Linked DNA regions of Sus scrofa: region 1 is linked to region 2. A link is a contact called in public HiChIP or PLAC-seq data. All regions are on one chromosome and are shown on one strand. The core of a region is the stretch at or near the end of the contact, and the rest is flanking DNA. Distances in the headings are between cores, read along the strand shown. Region 1 holds the start of BMP2K (BMP-2-inducible protein kinase). Region 2 overlaps BMP2K (BMP-2-inducible protein kinase).

Evidence for each region. HiChIP or PLAC-seq counts read pairs in DNA pulled down with a chosen protein or histone mark.
Region 1: a contact with region 2 is called in an H3K27ac HiChIP or PLAC-seq map of alveolar macrophages, with 4 times the contacts expected there. The contact joins the promoter of BMP2K here to the enhancer-like site in region 2. A contact is called at or near these places in 9 of 47 Hi-C or Micro-C datasets (brain, embryonic fibroblasts, fetal liver and 3 more) and 2 of 2 datasets of contacts at active chromatin or transcription factors (alveolar macrophages and skeletal muscle).

What each region holds. Positions count from the first base shown.
Region 1 is chr8:138,788,282-138,794,613 of Sscrofa11.1, forward strand. BMP2K (BMP-2-inducible protein kinase) reads right to left here and starts at 1,685. Exons shown (of 16, transcript XM_021101897.1): 1 at 1,423-1,685. The coding sequence starts at 1,603.
Region 2 is chr8:138,709,535-138,716,174 of Sscrofa11.1, forward strand. BMP2K (BMP-2-inducible protein kinase) reads right to left here. Exons shown (of 16, transcript XM_021101897.1): 8 at 6,403-6,506; 9 at 4,931-5,010; 10 at 1,435-1,595. Among named protein-coding and RNA genes, the nearest start is that of PAQR3, 66 kb to the left of the region's middle. Within about 2 kb of position 1,522, at least 10 of the 83 cell types and tissues checked have an H3K27ac peak or open chromatin away from gene starts, as enhancers often do. A contact at or near this core is called in alveolar macrophages and liver, where this site is marked.

The DNA of each region.
Region 1 (6,332 bases), core at 435-2,934, 79 kb after region 2:
GTGAGTGTAGTATTACTCAAGCCACACTTGAATCAGTTACAACTCAAAGACAGAAGTACAGCATGTGAGCTAATAGCCATGTCTTCTAAAAACCTACAATTCAATCTAAATCAACACTTGAAAGTCACGTATAATAAAGAGCTAGGAAATTTTACAGCATAGTAAATCTGTCCATCAATGCCAATTACCATACATTCATCACTGGAGAAGCTAAGGATCCTCCTTCCACCGCTCTAAGGCTCAGCTAGGCTCCTAATGAGGGGCCAGAGCTTGCAAAACAATGATGTTCATCCCTGAATAATCAAGATTTCTCTTCAGAACAGTTCGTAGACAAAAACATTCAGGGTTTTCTCTCGCACTAATTCGCTACTGTTTACAGCATTTCAAAAAACACAAGTGGAATCTCAGTCTACTGTCTTCAAACCACATCAACACCTCTCAGAGAACCAAAGCTACTGTCCTCGATTTCTTCTCTCAATCTCCGAAATTAACAAGGGCCACTTATCAACAAATTATTTCTCGTGAAGTTTTAAAAGTACGTATTTTGTAATATCGGTCTGCGATTAAAACTCAAAAGTCAATGAAGCATGCAACAAGGCAGTATTTCCTACAAGCCAATTTATACAAGAAATAAAAAAACTACAGGATTTTTTTTAATGGAGTTAAATAACTTTTTCTGTAAGCCGACTTGCAGCTGTTGACAGAGCCTAGTAAAAGATAAGGTGGGATCGAACACAAAACTTCTCCAGTGAAAGTTAACCTGCTTTCATATCGCCTTTTCAACTACCGCCAGAGACTTACTGAAATGGTAGGACTAGCACCTTGTCTCAGAGAAGCTTCTAAATAACAAAGATAAGTGGACTCCAAGTTTACCTGCTTCCCCAAAGCAACCTGCTAACTGAAGCTGGGGCAAAGTATCACCTCCATCCCGCGAACACACAGGAATAAATCGTTTTTCACCTGATGACTGAGCAGCAGCAAACAGGCTTAACGCGCGGGCTGCAGGGTCCTGCGCCCGGCGGCGCGGGTGGAGAGGCCAGCGCATGACACCCGCCTGAGCCACAGCTGGGGGAGAAGAGCCCCAATCTTGCTCGGTCTGACCCTCAAATGAGTCACTGGTCCAATCACGACACCACAGCCCTCGCGCTAAGACGTTTCCTATGTATTTCCCTGCGTGGAGAAGGACTGAAAATGACTTAAACTCGTAATCAAAGAACCGTGCACCGGCCAGCGCGGCCGGCGGCGAGAAAAGCCGGCTTAAGAGCGAGACCTCGAGCTACTCTAAGAGCCTCGCTGGCCGGGCAGGAGGCAGAAGGGGGAGCCGAGGGAGCGAGCAGAGAAGCGGGCGGCGACCGGGAGAAGCTACCGCCACACCCCAGCCCTCCCTCACCTGCCGGCCCGCGCCTCCCCGGGCGCCCATACCTTCGGCCAGCGACTCCTCCAGGGTGACCTGGTAGCGGCCGACCGCGAACACGCGGACCCCCACGGACGAGCTCCCGGAGCCGGAGCCGAAGGCGGCCCCGGCCCCGCCGGCCCCGCCACCCGCCGCTCCGCCGCCGCCGCCGCCGCCCTCCGACTTGGGCATTCGAGAGAACTTCTTCATGGTCCCGCCGGCGCGCCGGAGGGCGCGGGGCGCGCGCAAGGGCGAGCGAGAGGGCGAGCGCCCGGCCCGGCGTCCGCGCGGGGCCGCCGGCCCTCGTCCGTCCGAGCGTCCGTGCGCGCTGCGGCCCGCCGAGCCTCACATTCCGCGCGCCCCGAGCGCAGCGCCCCGGCCCCTGCGCCCGCTCCGCGGCTCCGCTGCAGCTGCCGGGCTCCCGCAGAGGGCGGCGAGGAGGGCGGGGACGGGGCGGGGCGCGAGGGGGCGGGCCCGAGCGCGGGGGCGCCGCCGCCAGTGCCCCCGGCGCCCTCGCCGCCGAGCTGGGCGCCCGCAGCGCGAGCCCCGCGGGAGGGCGCGAGGGAGGGAGCTGGGGAAGGGGCGGGGCGGCCGGGCCTCCGGGGAGCGGGCGGGACTCCTCGCGCCGCACGGCCTCTGGAGCGCAGTCCGCGCCGCCGCCGCCGCCCCGGCGGAACCGGAGCCGCCCGCCACTCCCAGCCGTTGGCGGCGCGGCGCCCCTGCCAGCCGCTCTCTGAGGCCGGGCACCCCGCGCAGGCGCGCTGTCTGCGCCGCCGGAAGTGACGGTTCCGGCTCTTGTCACGTGGAGGGGGACGGGAAGGAGGACGGTGGGGGTTGGGGTGCGGGCGATGTCTGGGGTCCCGGCCGGGAGGGTTCGGCCGGACCTGTGGGGTCCCGGCTTCGAGCAGGGAGGTGACCCGGTGACCGGTCTTCTCGCCGCCTGTGCGGCCGGGGCGGGATGTCTCTTCTCGCCTAGGAGTTGGTATGTTGCTCTGGGGGCTTGAAAGTGCCGCCACCAACTTTACCCCCGCGAAGGAACTTCTCGCTGCAGTGCCGAGCCGCTTTTCCAGACCGGCTCCCCTGAGAATCTTCTTCCGCTCGCCCACCCCGGAGCGTGGGAGGTGGGAGCAGCGCGGAGCGAGAGCGGATTCCAGTAACCCGACTTCGGAAGCCGTGCTGCCGCCCTCTGTAGCAGACGCTTGTGCTCGGGAGCGTTTTGCGGTCTATAGGGTACTTTCAAAATCTCATGTGCGCTGTGCAACAGCCCTGTGAAGTATTCGGAACAATTGTTAAGTCCGTTTAGAGACCTTTCATCACTTCTGGCCCGGAGAGCTTAACGGACTCGGGGAAGGTCACATGGCTGGCTTTTGATGGAGCTGCAACTTCAAGGGCCCGCCTTTGATACTTCGTTTCATTCGTTGGGCCGTTTGGAAAAAGGAGGTTAGGGTCAGAGCGTTGGAAAACGGCAAATTTAGGACTGTTGGGAAGCAAAACCAGCTACCCGGTCCCGTCCCCCGCCCGTTAACAAAGAGATTTGCACATTAAAAAAAGAAAGAAAAAAAAAAAGCCCCGTTGCATCCATTTCGGAAACTGCAGTAGTCTCCATGCCTGCGGGGTGAGGCCTGCAAAAATGAGTATGGTGTTAAGACGTTTAGGATGGTAAGGAGTGTGAAATCACAGAGCCTGTGTAACTAGAGCGCCCCAGTCCCAAATCCAGCCTGCCCCCGCCCCCGCCCGGTATGAATAGAGGCCCGCTGTGGCCAAAGGTTCCATTTCTTAAGAAAAGCCAGGAATCTTCTGGATGTTTTTGTAATACGGCATTTCCCAAATTTTTTAAATGTAGGTCAAATAAACTGTACGTGCAGGACGCCAGTGCGTGCCTTCTGTGAAAGCAGATGAATGTCGTTCTGTCCCCACTCCTATTTCTTTATCCAATTTTAAATGAGATACAGGCAGAAACGTTAGAAAATGTGCTTAGGCAAAAGACTCAGCTTCAAATCTTCCATTTTTCCTTCTTGTCTGCTATTTCAAGAGAAGCTATTTCTGCCAACATTAAAACAGTGCTCTGCATTTAGGCATTTTTGCTGCATAACCCACTAAAGCTAAAATTCTTCATCCAGAGACCTGATCTTTAAAACACATTCCTGCTCAATGGAAGTTAGATTTTATGTCAGATAATTGATACGGTGTGACAATTGGGGATTTCCATTTAGAAATAAGCTGACCATTCTTACTGTGGGGATTCACTGTGGATTTGCATTCCTACAACATTTGAATTATATTTTTCAAGCAGGATAACTAAGAAATTTAGTCATTTCGTACAGTTCAGAAGTGCAAACAACCTAACAGGCACAGTGGGAGCCTAACATGATTTCACCTGATGACAACACAAGAGTAAGTAAAGTCTCCTGTGATCAGTTTGGGAGCCAATTTACCACAACAGCTGTGGTTTAAAAAAAAAAAAAAAAAAAAAAAAAAAATTCCTTCTCTGTAGCCATATATATAGCTGACTTTGGATATGGAAGTTGATCATTAGTTTAAGGCGTAGGCCCCCTTTCAAAAATTATGGCTAATACTGAGCAATTCGTTCTTTAATTTTTCACGAAGCACACAGTAAAAATGTGAATATCATCTGATCTCAGAATGTTAACTCCACAATGTTCTACCACAAACCTATTGCTGATAAGGAAGCAAAAACATTGTATTGCTGATAACAACAGGGCCACGAATTTACTCACAGCACCAAAAGATGCTGACATTAACTGTCAGATTCAACTTTGTGAGTTAAAACGGGTGCCCTTCAACCAATGTGTAGGGAGAAAACGAGATACTGATCAGTGCAAAACTGTACTGAGAAGTCCAGTCTTTTAGTTCTGTACTCACTATTAGGCCATGGCTGTGCAAGAACATTCATGTGGGTTTCCTATTGGAAAAATAACACCTCTAGAAAAATAGGGATATTTTGACCATCTTAAACACTGTCATTAGGAGACTTACAGTAAGAAAACACATATTTTTGATCTTTCAAATGTTGACAGCTCTAGTGCTGTAAGAATAGTTGGGAACTAGCCACAAGATAAAGACTTTTAAAAAAAAGCATACTGCTTCAGTCTGCAAAGTTTCATGTTACAATGTACTAATAAAGTCATAGATCATTGCAGCCAACATCTGAGATCCTTGAACAGAAAGGAATTTGACAGGGAAGGGACATTTTTGTCTTCGACTGCAAAAAGCTCTAATCCTTCTTTTTACTTTGACCTCATCTCTTTTGCACTAAGATGGCTCTCAAAGACATATGTGAAGTAAAGACTGACGCAGGTGAAATGAAATATGCCTGTCCCCAAAGGCTCGTTCCAGTGCTGTCATTGCCTGTGTAAGTCATCTCTTCCAATGCCCAATGAGTGATTTTTCCTCACAAGTCACTGTTTTCCTTTTATGACACATCTTCAGTCATTATTGGTCTCACTATGTTTTACTATTAGGAAAAATTGTCCTCCCCATGTAACAGTATTACTTTATACCTATTCAAATGCCCTCTTTCTATGCTTTCCAAACAAGTAAAAGCCCTGAAGTTCATTAAAAGAAAAATATATATATATCTCCATTATTAAAACAAGTGGTTTTTTTTTTTTTTAACATCGCTGACACTTAAATCATGTTAAAACATCATCGCTGCACCTGTAAAAAAAATGTATATTTATGTCTAGGGAAAATAAGAAATCTGAAAATAGTAGTTTACAAAGATGCTCACAAATACTCTTAATAGGAAAAATGACACATTTGGAATGGAAGACTTCTCTGTTAAAGTAGAATAGAATTTTTCCTGCAACTTGACCATGCTTTTAAAAAAAAGACTGCAAGAGGTAGGCAACTTCACCACCAAGAGAAATACCTTGATCTCCCACCTCCCTGAATTGGAGGTGGGGTCCACCAGGCATACAGCACCTCAGCCTCACATTTCAGGACTGGAATATCTTCCACCCATTTGTCCTAGAAAGTGATTGCCGTCACACCCCTGAAAATGTCCCTTCTTGTCAGCCTTTGCGTTTCCCTCCTGTGGCCCCACTGTTCCTCTGTGCCCAGATACATTTATACAAAACTTAGCAGAGCGTAAAATAATTAATTCTAATGGGGCACTTGCGAGGTACCATTGCTATTCAAAAGGGCATTATGGGTAATAACTCAGTAAATCTTCATGACAAAACTGGGAAATAGCATTTCAGACTATTATTCCTGCACTGCAGATGAGACTACTCATTCACAGAGAGATTAGTTTACACAGGCAAGGTCTGTCCTGTGACTTGTAACAGGTTTCAAAAGCAGATAGTATATGGAAGTTCCCTTCGAAGTTCAGTGATTAACAAACCCAGCTGGGATCTATGAGGATGCAGGTTCAATCCCTGGCCTCGCTCAGTGGGTTAAGGATCTGGCGTTGCCATGAACTGTGGTGTAGGTTGGCAGACCTGGCTCGGGTCCCAAGGTGCTCTGGCTGTGGCACAGGCCGGCAGCTAAAGCTCCGATTGGACCCCTAGCCTGGGAAATTCCGTATGCTGCCAGTGCGGCCCTAAAACACAAACAAACAAAACCCCAAAAAAACAAAACAAACAAAACCAGATTTTATGGCTTTATGGCTCATGCTCTTCACCACTGCACCAGGCAGACTCCTTGAAAACTCACAATAAACAGTAGGAGGGCTACTGTCCGAGGTGGTAAAATACCTCCTATGGCCTCGGGCCACATTGGTCACCTAAGAGGCATGTGCCGCCAGAGTTCAGGGACCCCTGCTGTGATAAGTGAGATTAAGTTCTGATTAACTAGGTATTTTTAAAATTAGCAAACATTTTCTGAATATCTACCACAGACAAAGCACTGTAGATTGGTGGTGGGGGGGGATGGTTGGGTAACCAAAAGAGGCAAAGTTGAATAAGACAAGTCAAGA
Region 2 (6,640 bases), core at 272-2,771:
AAAACTCAACAGGCAAAGAGATGTTAAGGGATGCACCACGTGATCTTACGGGGAAAACAAAGAGTATTTTTTTTTTCCCAACCAAAGCTGGAAGCATGTACAAAACAGAAACGCTGCCCTGACCTGGGGGACAGGCCTGACACACCTGGGTCTTGGCATTCGCCTTAGAAACGTAAACAATTTTACAAAACACCAGCATCAGACAAGGCCATTCTGGGACCGTGATGGATCAGCACAACAAGGCCACTCCATAATCGTGTCTCAACACTGACAAAATCAGGAACACTGTCCCAACCACAAAGATGACCAAACCTCTCTGTCCCGGCTGACACAACTAAGCACTGCTTCATTTCCAAGGAGGCTTTTGCTCAACTACCTCCAGGTAAAAGTTACGCTATTATACCCCCACTTCCCCAAAATTACCTAAAACAAGCCCAAATCCTTTAGTAAGTCCTTTCAGACACCATCTTACTAAGCTGTTCCCGCAGATTTCCAGGGTATCCGAGTGATAAATCAGATTTATTCAAACGTAAGCATGTTAGATCTCCAACCCAAAGGTAGAAAAGGGAAGCCGACACTGAATGCTTTACAACAAAACAAAATTTTCCTAGATACCCTATACCTTGGTATTTACTCTTCGAAAGAGAAAGAGTGAGAGATTGTTTTCCCAGAAGAGAACAGTGAAGCTGGGAAATGGGAGAAGGGGAAATGGGTACAAAAACGTCAAATTCCCCTATTTTCTCTTTTCCACAGAATATTCCTCCCTGGGGTATACCTGGTCACCACAAGCATCCAGCAATACATCTGGAAATGTGAACTCTGTCTTCCTTGGGCATATATTTTACTTTGTAGTGATAACAGTAGGTAACAGGAACATTTCTTAAGAGAGTATCACACGGCAGGCATTACAGTAAGCAGTCACTTAATCCCCACAACAATCCTACAGACAGGTACTAGTATTTTCCTAACATGTCACTGAGCAATGGAGAAACAGGACTCAAACCCAGTTTGAGAATCAAAGGGTGGGCTTTTTCCATCAGAATATTCTAATTAAAAACATTTTAACATTAAACCTTTGTAAGGCTAGAGTTTCAAATCCCTCCTTTTCAATACAATACAGAATTTTCTTCTATACTCTTCTGTACTTTAGTATCAACCTCAAACCCTCCCCAGCTGATGACTCCAGGGATGAGCAAATCGTGAGCTTTTCGTACCACAGTTTTGTATTACCAATAACTTACCTTTCCGACAACTTTAGGAAAACAACTAGTTAAGTATACCAGGCATCAGTAGCTTTGTGATTCTTAAAGCATTGTGTGATATATCTGCTTCACAACAGTCAGTCTGCCAATAATTCACGCTGCTAGGAAATCAAGCCATAAAAGGTGTGTTTAAGTTAACTACAAGGGGATAAGGTTGGCAGGGCTGTTTTACCTTTCGGTCTGTGGTTACCAAATTCACCAGGAGCGGGGACTTTAACAGGTGTTGCTGAACTTTGAATGGTCAGCACACTGGGAGTGGCAGTAGTAGAATTGGCCTTTGGTCTTTGTCTTGGTGCAATTGAGGTTTCTGTTGGTCCAATGGTATCTGTTATTCTACAACAGAAGAATACATTTCACTCCAAATATTGGGGTTTTTCCTAATTTACTATTTGTTCTATAAATCATCTATTTCAACAAATGCATATTTATTACTATTACTGGTGATTGTATTAGTCCTCTTGGCTTCTTCCTAAGTCTCATTTTCAAGTAGTAAATGTTTAATGAAAATAGGAAAGTAAATAAAATAAACCTCATAATCAATTTCCTCAAGCCAGATTGCTACCATTCATAGTCTGCCACTGACGCTGGCAGAAAAAAGAATATAGAAGTGCTCTTAAGGAGATAAAATAAAACAAAGAGAAGCCTTCTCAGGAAGGTTTTGGACAAAATGGAGAGCCAACAACTCTCTAAACCAGTCAGAGAACTAAAAATAAGAAAGAAGAAATAACAGTCTCCCATAGCTTAGACCCTTGGCCTAAGAAAGAAACCATTACACCCCAGGGCATGTAAAACAAAAGAAGCCAAGACTCTTAACAGGTGGAGCTACCAGCTCACATTTAACTTCTGGAAGCTTTAATTTTGCTTCACTGAAAACAATGAATGGAAATTATATGTTTTCACACTAGGACTTAGTTTAGGCCACAGATATGAGTGGTCAAGCAGTAAGAATCGTTTTGAAAGCAAGAGACACTAAATATAATTGGAGAAGACACAGACATCTGCCCTTCTCTTTCAAAAAAAAAAAACCCAGGGAAAATCTTTACCTTACAGTTTATCAACTCTGCTTTCTATAAATTCAGTATAAAAACTCAAAAAACTTTAATAGGGTCTATGTTCACTTTTCTAAAAGACTGCAAGAGACCAAGCTCCTACAGCACATTTCAAATGCCCTGACACTTAAAAATTTTGCATACACATGACTTTTCAAGTACAGGTCTGCACTGCTGAGATCCACAGCCCTCGCCTCCTTCTGCAGGTACCACAAGAGGGAGCCCTGGCAACAACTATCTTTCCAAGGGAGTATCACAGTAACACTGATGGAAAGGTTTTGGAAAATCATAGAAATACACTGCACATGTACTAATTTCTAAAAATACCATCCATGTTTTAGATGAGACAGGGACGGTACAAGTCACGTGAAAAGTGAATCTAAAGATCATGTATACGTGTAACCAATTAGATCTCATTTAATCTAATTGAGCATTTATCGCGTTCAAATTATGGATGTGGCATTGAAACCAATGCCATACTCCCTAAATGCAAGTGATTAGGGGAGATATTGTGTATAATCTTTTTATTTGCCTATTCATTCTTTATTAGGTGGGTAATGCAGGCCAGACTTTACCCTGCCTTGTTCCTGTTCTAAATCACTCCATAGAGGACTCACTACACACATGAGCACAGCAAACCTCTAAAAAAGCATATTAAAAGTTCTGCAGACTTTGGTTAGTCTAGTGTTTCCTAATTGACTTTACTAATGTACCAATATCTATTATACAATTACTGACAGCCAGCAAACATGGCACAGTATCCTGTCACCAAAGAATATAGTCTGCCTAGGAAGATACAGCACATGTCCATAAAAATGTAATAAAATACAAGACAGTAAAAATAATCGGTGCTATGAACAGCACTGTGAATTTGAGTTGACTGTTTCATTAATTATTTCATTTGCTTATAACATTATAGCTATAACTGGAGTGCCATGGGGAAACAGCATTATTCTTGTTCAGTTGACTCATGCTTTTTTTAAAATTTATTATCTGCTTTCTTGAAGATTTAATCATTTACAAAGTAATTATTTTAAATCACAAGTAATGATAAAATTCAACCGACAAGCCCCACAACACCTCATAAGGACCCCTCAACTATGACAGTGGTTGCTAACTGCTAGTTGCTGTGTCATGGGGAAGACAGACTGTCAGTCACGCTGACTCCTCCAAGTTAGATGTAACTTTACGCCTTCCTCTTACTCAAAAGAGTATTTTAAATTTAAGTGAATGAAGATGATATTTTTAGAGTGACGCCATATTTTTTAAAAGACTAAGTCACTCCCAAATGTTATTTTGACAATTTACAAATAACAGATTATTTATAGCACGTCTCACAACCAAGTCCCAAAAAGCAGAAGTGATGGCAAGGCTGAAAATTCACCAGCCCCAAGGCCAAAATCCAAATTTCTCCGCATGACAGACAAAGTTGCTCATGACTGGCATTTCCCCACGTCCTCAGCTTCATTTCTCTCCACTCCTGCATGTGCCCTACTGGGATCCAGCCTTGCGGTTTCTCAGAGCCGCTCTTGACCGAAATGTCTGCCTGCAGTAGCTCTACCGCCCATCATCCCTGATCACGAGAGGATTCATCCTCCTAGCAGAGTCGCCAAGGCCCACCCCCAGGAAAGGGTCCTCCCTGTGCTCCCGTTTTCTCGGCACCCAGCCTTTCTCTTCCTCCACTCTCAGAGCTGCCGAGATAATCAGGCAGTAACTGTTCACTCGTCTACCTTCACTGGGATGCGAACTCCTTGGAATTAAACACTGCTCCTCTTTCTTTGTGTTCTCAGTATTATATCTTGCATATAACAAGTGTGTGACAAATATATTTCCCGTGTTTATGTCAAGTGAAATACTCTGTGTAAGTAAAATACAAGGAAATCTCCCCAAATGTAATGTTATACCTGTCTGATAATCTAAAATACAATCCTGCTTACTAACTTTTAATCTCAAAAAGAGAGCATGAAGAAAAAGTCATTAATTCAATTAGTCAGCTTTAAGTTTTTCTTTTTTTTTTTTTAAAGTGTTGTACCCGTGGCACACCTAAGTTCCCAGGATAGGAGTCAAACTGGAGCTGCAGCTGCTGGTCTACACCACAGCCACAGCCAGCTTTAAGTCTCAACTCCATAATTCAGATCAAACATTAATATAGTAAATAACTATAAAATTATTTAAAACATTATAACATTTATCAGTCTTAAAAGTATTACCATTATAATTATTCATTATAAAGGAGATATAGCTAATTTTTTCTTTCCGTAAATTTAAAAAGCCATTCTAGGTATAAAGGAAAACATAAAATGTCATAAATCAGCTGTCATGTAATGAAATAATGACAACGCATCCCCGCCCAGAATGACCCAATATGACATCAGCAGTTACACAGACACTTTGTGATTGCTGACAATAAGCAGGGCAAGTGAGACTGATCCAACAGTAAAGCTTATTTTGCACCTGCTCTTTAAACTCCAAACCACATGCAACAGGGAATATGACATTTTTTGTGTGGGTGAAGGCAATACTCAATGAATGACATTTGCTAGAATTAAAAAGGAAAACTACCTCCCCCATCTGCCCTTTTTTAAATGCCTTTTCAATTTTTAGCATAGCATTGCTTACCTGGCTTTTATTTGGCTTTTCCTAGAAGCTGCTTCACTAGCAGTCATCGGTTCGGGAAGAGCTGAAGGAATAGAAGAATTCTTGGAAGAAAAAATAAAACTTTTCATTTTAGTTTTCACTGCAATTGCAGAGAGCTTTATTGAAACATCACTGATATATTCTTTAACTTTAAAAGTACTCTCTGTGAGATACTATTTCTTTCACCTCAGATACCTATAAGTAGTTTGCATATCTTTGCCAGATCTAATCTGCAAGTATCACTGCATGTGACACAAATGTCACTCTCATATTTGTGTTCCATAGAAACCCTTGGAGAAAAAAAGGCACAATATCATCATATTCATTTTACAAATGGGTAAATCTTGGGTATAAAGGAATATATTACACTTGCAAATCAATAACTATGTCACACTTTAGACAAAGAAGCAAAACCAAGCACATGAATAAAGTGCTGTTTTACACACTGCGGGTAATTTTCATGACATTGCTTGTCAAGTCTAGAAAACAAGAGCAGAGGCTTCTTCATTTATGCTCCATAATGCTTAGCTTATAGGAAATGACCATGCAAGTGTCAAATAAAGCGATTTCCACTACGAGAATGTTAGTAATGACTTCCAGCTCCAACCAAGAATGTATTCCACTGACACACTAAAAACTTCAAAAAAAAAAAGGAAAGGTACTAACTTCCTTCCTTTTTCTTAGTGGGGTGGATTAAGTTATACCCAAAGGAAATCTTTAAGAAAAAGTCAGGCCAGAAAGATCTTCACAAAGTTGAGGACGGCTTAAAAATCAGTGATGATTCTGAAACTTGAGTAAGAGTAGACGACTTGCCGTCCGCTGCTCGCCCACCATGGCTACGTACAGTGCGCACAACTCAGTCTCTGGGTGGCATCAGCTCTTACCAACTTGGCACCTTCCCAGGACTAGACACTGGGTTTTACATCTATTACTTCTAATCCTAATAACTATTATCCCTGTTTTACAGAAAAAGAAATGGACATTTAATAACTTTCCAAAATACACAACATCTATCACTGATTAAGACAGAGCTGAACCTGGTTTTCTGCACTAACAACGCCTGTGCTCTTTACACCAAAGGTAACCAAACTCTCTCAGTTCACATAGCGCTTAGGATGACACCCCCACCCCACCCCACCCCATCCCCAAATCTAACAGTTCTGTTCTTTTTTCAATAGTTAGGCCTAAACAGCTTAGTAACAGTGGTTTGTGCAGTGTCAGACAGATGTCGCTCTGCTTCCCTCGAGACAAAAAATACCCTGCACGCCCCCACGTCCACTGTGCTCCCCAGAGCATCGCAGTGTGCAGATGGCAGTTGTGGCTTGGTATCAGAAATACTAATCACAAACACACTATTAGACTACCTGTCACGAAACAAGTAACTCTGAAAGTATATATATCTGCACATGAAGAAATGGATTTTAAATTCACATCCCACTTGCAAAACTACTTACATTGATGTTGGAGACTGGACAATCCTTTTTGGCAAATTTAAATGCAAAGTGGGCCACTTGAAATATATCAGGTCTACGGTCTGGATCTGGTTCAAGCATGAACCCTGCAAGGATAGGTCAAAATGTTAAGAAGTTTCACTGAACACAAGCAACTGGGGGCACATTAAAAGGATAAAAATTTTTTTCCCATTCTGAGATCAGTGATGATTCCAGCAAATTTTGTTAACATTTATACAAA